Linked DNA regions of Xenopus laevis: region 1 is linked to region 2. Evidence: chromatin contacts called from public Hi-C data. All regions are on one chromosome and are shown on one strand. The core of a region is the stretch at or near the end of the contact, and the rest is flanking DNA. Distances in the headings are between cores, read along the strand shown. Region 1 has its middle 20 kb from the start of LOC108714336. Region 2 overlaps ssbp3.L (single stranded DNA binding protein 3 L homeolog).

Region 1 (2,700 bases), core at 194-2,693, 55 kb before region 2:
AGGGAAAATGGGGACCTACATACTTCCTTTTTATTTTTCCATAATTTTTAATGTTATCTCTTACAATATAACCAAAAACAGATGAGGTAGGCACTCACGTAAAGCAAGAAGTGTTTAGAAAGCATAGGCTGGGGTGCAAGCGCTAAGTGTATTGGCTCCAAGGGGTGCAAGTGCACAATGTAAAAGAATCATATAATACAAAATTCCTCTGGCCTGTCTCATGCTATGATCAAATTTCACTGTAGGTGGCAGTTAAGAGCTTTGATTTTCTGTTTTACTTTGGGGTTATTTATATTAAAATGTTTGTGAAGATTCTCATTTATCCAGGTCATTGTATATCTGTAGAAATAAGTCACAGATATATATATGAATTGAGAAAGCCAGTTGGATGACTGGTTAAACATCTTCAAGAAAAAATACAGCAAGTCCAGTTGACTTATTTATATGAAAATGTTTCCTAGTTATGCTGTACATAGCTGTGCTACTGCAAAATTAATGCTCTCGGGCAGATTTATTAAGTGTGGAAATGACCTCTCAAATTCGAATTGTGAATTATCCAAACTCGTTTCGAGTTTTAATTCGAATTTTGAGATTTATCATACTCTGGCCCTTTTAGAACTCGAAATTCAACAATTCACCACCTCAAACTTGCTGAATTGCTGTATAAGTCAATGGGAGAGGTCCTGGGATCAATTTGGTGATGTTTGCAGCCTTCCTGACATTTGATAATGAATCGAGTTTTTTTTAATTCAGTTCGAGTTTTTCTAATTTGAATTGAATTCCATTCGAGTTTTCAGGTTGATTAAATTTGTCCGAGCGGAGAAATTTCGATTGTATTAATAAATGTCGATTGGCCAATTTTATGGGAGTTTTAGAAAACTAGTATAGATAATACAGCTTGTTCTCGCACACCCTAAATAAAATAAGCGATGTCTGATGCTCTATGGTAGAGGCTCGGCCACCTCACAAAAATAGTCAGGTAAAAATTCTCCAAGGCACACAGGCTTTCGAAATTGGACATTTGATAAATGCGCCTCCTAATGCTTGGCACAAACTGAATATTTTTCATTTAGTATGTTAACTAAATCAGCCGTCTTCTAATGAAATATAATTGTTAGCACAACAGCAAACAATATCTAAAACACATGTGACCATGCTCTGCTTATGTTAAGTGTACCTGTTAGACCGATTTGGAAGCTTATCTGCCCGTGTGTGGGGCTCCCAACGGGCCAAAAATCAGCCAGATATCGATTGGGCAAGTTTGGTTTTTTTTCTGCGATCCAGGAGCGTATTCGCTAGTTGATGCGGTTCTGCAACCCATTGGCGCCCATTCGCAGCATTGTAATCAGAGGGCCGAATGTTCGTATTCACCCAATATCACCCAGCCGTTAGTGGGCATATGGAGCCAAACAAGTGGATCTAATAGTGTATGGCCACCTTAAGGTACGTGCTGATCAGATCCCAGCAACACACAGGTTTCACCCATGCTTGGGTGCATCAGTGCAGCACAGCTTATCTTATCAATATAAGCCAAAAGCCTAGGGAATTGATTCATTTTTTCTCCATACCAAGGAGGTACAAATAAATGAATGCAGTTTAAAGTTTTAAAAAAAAAGAGAAATGACCCCTGAGAGGGCTTTTACCTCAGAACCCAAAAGCTGAATCTTGGCTGGTGAGTGGTTTGCAGGCAGTGTATTATTGTGCATATCCAAGTGTTTGTACATGTGATTTACGCTATAGAGATGTTCTACAGGCTAATCCTCCTCATTGTCTCCATTAACCAGACCCCCCTCCCCCCCTAGGTCAGAGCTAACAGCTTCAGCTTGACCTGCTGGGCTAAACCAGGAGATTTATGAAAGAATGAATGGAAATTTTTTCCATACATGCATTCCCCTTTTCTACAAGTCATTTTATTCTTTAGACATTCCATTGTATTTAGGTGAGTGCAGATACAATTAGACTACAAATAAGCATTGTTGTCACTTACATGTGAGATTCATAAAGTATTTCCAATTATTTACAGCACAATAGCAGGAGGGGATATGATGAACATTAACAAACCAATACCATCTGATAAATGGAGAAGAATACACTCCTTAGAAGAGCTTACACTCTAGAGGAGTATCCCAGTAAGTGTTTATGAAAATGAAAAGTACAGTATAGGGCATCTCAGTGCAATGCAAGGTAATTTGTAATATTTGTGCTTATGCTGGTCAAGGCTGACCATGGAGATGATGCATGGGGAAAAACACACATGATGAATTTTGTAGTTTTAAGCTGGACATAGATGCAAAGATCCGATCCTTTGAATCCTCGAACAATCGGACTTCCCCATCTCCTGACCTTTCAGATCAAATAAAGTAGTAAAAGAACAGATCAGCCGATGTTCTGCCCCTGACAGCGAAAAGTTATGTCCGACAAAGCTGGTGACAGTCTCCCACTGAAAATCGTCCGATCGGCAATACATGCAGAGATATTATCGACAGCCGACAGAAATCTTTTAACCTGTCCGATCGATCAAACGACCGATCTCCATGGGACGAAAATTGTTGAGACTCTCCACACACGGTCAGAAAATCGTACGAATCGAGGATTCCTGCGATCGGATCTTTGCATCTATGGCCATCTTAAGTCTTACATAAGCAGCCATTGTTTAGCATGCAGTCTATGTCCCATAGTCCTATTACCAAAGACCAGGAG
Region 2 (2,728 bases), core at 179-2,678:
TTGTAAAGAACTGAGTAATATCTCGGGTAATATCTCTGCGTGTATTGCCGATCGATTTTCAGAGGGAGACTGTCACTAGCTTTGTCGGACATAACTATCGTACGATTGCTGTCAGGGGCAGAACATCGGCTGATCTGTTCTTACTACTTCTGAATGGTAAGACTTTGATCTTTATGGTTAGTGGCAGGTCGGGAGATGGGAAAGTCCAAGCGTACGTTGATTTGTATGATCAGATCTTTGCGTCTGTGGCCAGCTTAAGTTCCTGTGTTTCTAGTTCAGGAGCTGTAGGAGGCAGTTTCCACTTTTCAGAACTAAAGGCATCAGCCTACAATGATGTGTTTCTCTATTTTGAATTAGTCACTCGGGATTAGAGTTTGATGGGATTTTGCTACTAGTGTGACAGTCTGAAAAACCATACTGATAAAGTGTGTATTCTCCATTCCTTTTACTGGTGACTAAAGGAACTCTCCCTGCCCATAGAACAGCGGGTAACATAGCTCTCACTGATGGATGAAGATGAGATTACTTAAATGAGATAAAAGGCTTAGTTGGAGTCCAATTAAACCCACCTGCCTGCAGAGTCCCTTATAGTCTTGACCTATCTCTTAATCCTGATGTGGTCTGCATGGAAGCCTCTTCTTACTGCCCTTTATACAAATCTTTTATACAAGGCTGTTATCACTTTCAGTTTAGGTTGCTCTGACCGAACCTTGCAACAAATCCAACATAACCATTACGTGTAGACTTGCCCAGATCTAGTGACACCTATCTGCCAATCAGGTGTCTATAATAATTTCAATCACACTATACTTTTCATTCAATTCCTTTGTGTCATAATATTCACTTTTACAATATCTGTTCTGAGGGAGTATTGGACTACTTTTTGCCCTTATCCATACCTTTAGATTGTAAGCTGGTATGGGCCAGGTGTGTTTTACTTTCAGTGCCTTCATACTGCTCTGTAGAATATGATGGGGCTTGCTGATATTGTCATGCTTCTTTGTGATTGCTCTCCTTGGATAAGATCAAAACCAGCCACCCACCCAGCTGCAAAACATGTATACTAACCTTTCCAAAGTGACCTTGTCACTTTTATATACAAATGCATTTTAAATGGACTAACATTACTCTGGTTTTATATCTTGTACATGATTTTGACTAGACTGCTTTAGAGTCACCAGTTTACCAATGTCAGGCAAAATTGTATGGTGTGAGTAGATATGTGTTCTCCCCCTGCTGGTTAGCCTGTGTTTCCAGACCAAGAAATGCTTTCAGTGCTGGATGTTCTCAGCTTGTTTACATAATGCAAACCTGATTAGTCTGGATCTTTATGAGCTGTAGCAAGAAGTGGTTGGAAGCGTTCCTTTTTGTTATGTACTTTCTTGTTTTTAGAGCAGGAGAACTTTCCACTAAGTAATTAGCATGCATTCACCAAAGGGTCACCCTTTGTCATCACCCTCCCCCCACACATACACACACAAACTTATGATGGCCAGACAGTGCTCACTTTTAACTGGTTTTGCTGTTGTATGTAGTTTTCAGTCCACGTAGATATTCATAATTTTTTGTGGGTTGTTGGTGATCAACATGTTGCTCATAAGCCACTGGTTGGGGACCACTGGCATAGAACAAGGCATCAAACTTGTGTTTTGAAAGGCTTTGCTGTTTCTACTGTTCTCTGTTAAATAAGGGTTTTTGTTTTTTTTAATTTGCTGAATTAATGACCACATCACCTTTCATCCCCAGAGTGCAGCAGCTGCTCCAAGCCCGGTTCTTGGGAACATTCCTCCAAATGACGGGATGCCTGGAGGGCCAATTCCACCAGGATTCTTCCAGGTAAGGCTAAGGGCATTTGCAAGTACGACAGGTAAATATTGCTGCAGGGGTTCCCGTGTTTATGCCAAAGAGGCAATTCTGTGAATGACCCCTGTAATGTAGACACCATTCCCAGAAACCCCTTTTCCTTCAGCCATTTCCTGGAGCATTATGTATGACTGAAGTCTCTGCTCTTTATAAGTGAGAATACTGCTTTGAATGTCTTAAATATTTAGAAAATAAATTGCAAACGAGTACTTAACGAATGGCTAATTATCATCTGTTAATTAAGGCAATTACAAGCCTTTTATTTTGTGTCTTCTTTTCAGCAGGGTCCTCCTGGGTCACAACCATCACCTCATTCACAGCCTCCTCCTCACAACCCCAATATGATGGGACCTCACAGTCAGGTACTTACATGGCAGCTAAGTGTATACTTAAAATATATGATGCATTTACCATTTATTTATCCTCTGTAAAGAAGTATTCTCATCTGGCATATTCATGTCTGTATTTTTTTAATACGTTTTGGAAATTTTATCTGAAATGCTTGGGCCTTGGGGTTTTCCATATAAGGAGTCTTTCTATAATTTGGATCACCATACAGTATGTCTGCTAAAGAACATTTCAACATTAAACCAGATATTTGTCACCAGTATGGATTCATGCAGCTTAGTCAGAATGAAGTACAAGTTAATGATTTTATCATTACAGAGAAGAAATACTTTAAGGAAATTGGTATTATTTGTTTAAACTTGGACTTGGACATGGAAGTCTTCCTGCAATTCAGAGTTTTTTGGATAGGTTTCAGGACAACAGATTACATACCATATTAAAATGGTTGAACCTCAGTGGAATGGTATATAATATTGAATTTCTGATTTTTATATTTTGTTACAGCCTTTTATGTCAC

Evidence for each region. A called contact is a pair of places that touch in the nucleus more often than the background predicts.
Region 1: a contact with region 2 is called in a Hi-C map of the XL177 cell line, with 5 times the contacts expected there. The contact joins two enhancer-like sites. A contact is called at or near these places in 3 of 4 Hi-C or Micro-C datasets (the XL177 cell line, the XTC cell line and animal cap).

Annotation. Positions count from the first base shown.
Region 1 is chr4L:92,949,449-92,952,148 of Xenopus_laevis_v10.1, reverse strand. No RefSeq gene overlaps it. Among protein-coding and RNA genes, the nearest start is that of LOC108714336, 20 kb to the left of the region's middle. Within about 2 kb of position 1,443, at least 1 of the 7 cell types and tissues checked has an H3K27ac peak or open chromatin away from gene starts, as enhancers often do.
Region 2 is chr4L:92,894,676-92,897,403 of Xenopus_laevis_v10.1, reverse strand. It overlaps ssbp3.L (single stranded DNA binding protein 3 L homeolog), which reads left to right. Exons shown (of 18, transcript NM_001086589.1): 5 at 1,747-1,836; 6 at 2,148-2,225; 7 at 2,716-2,728. Among protein-coding and RNA genes, the nearest start is that of ssbp3.L, 22 kb to the left of the region's middle. Within about 2 kb of position 1,428, at least 2 of the 7 cell types and tissues checked have an H3K27ac peak or open chromatin away from gene starts, as enhancers often do.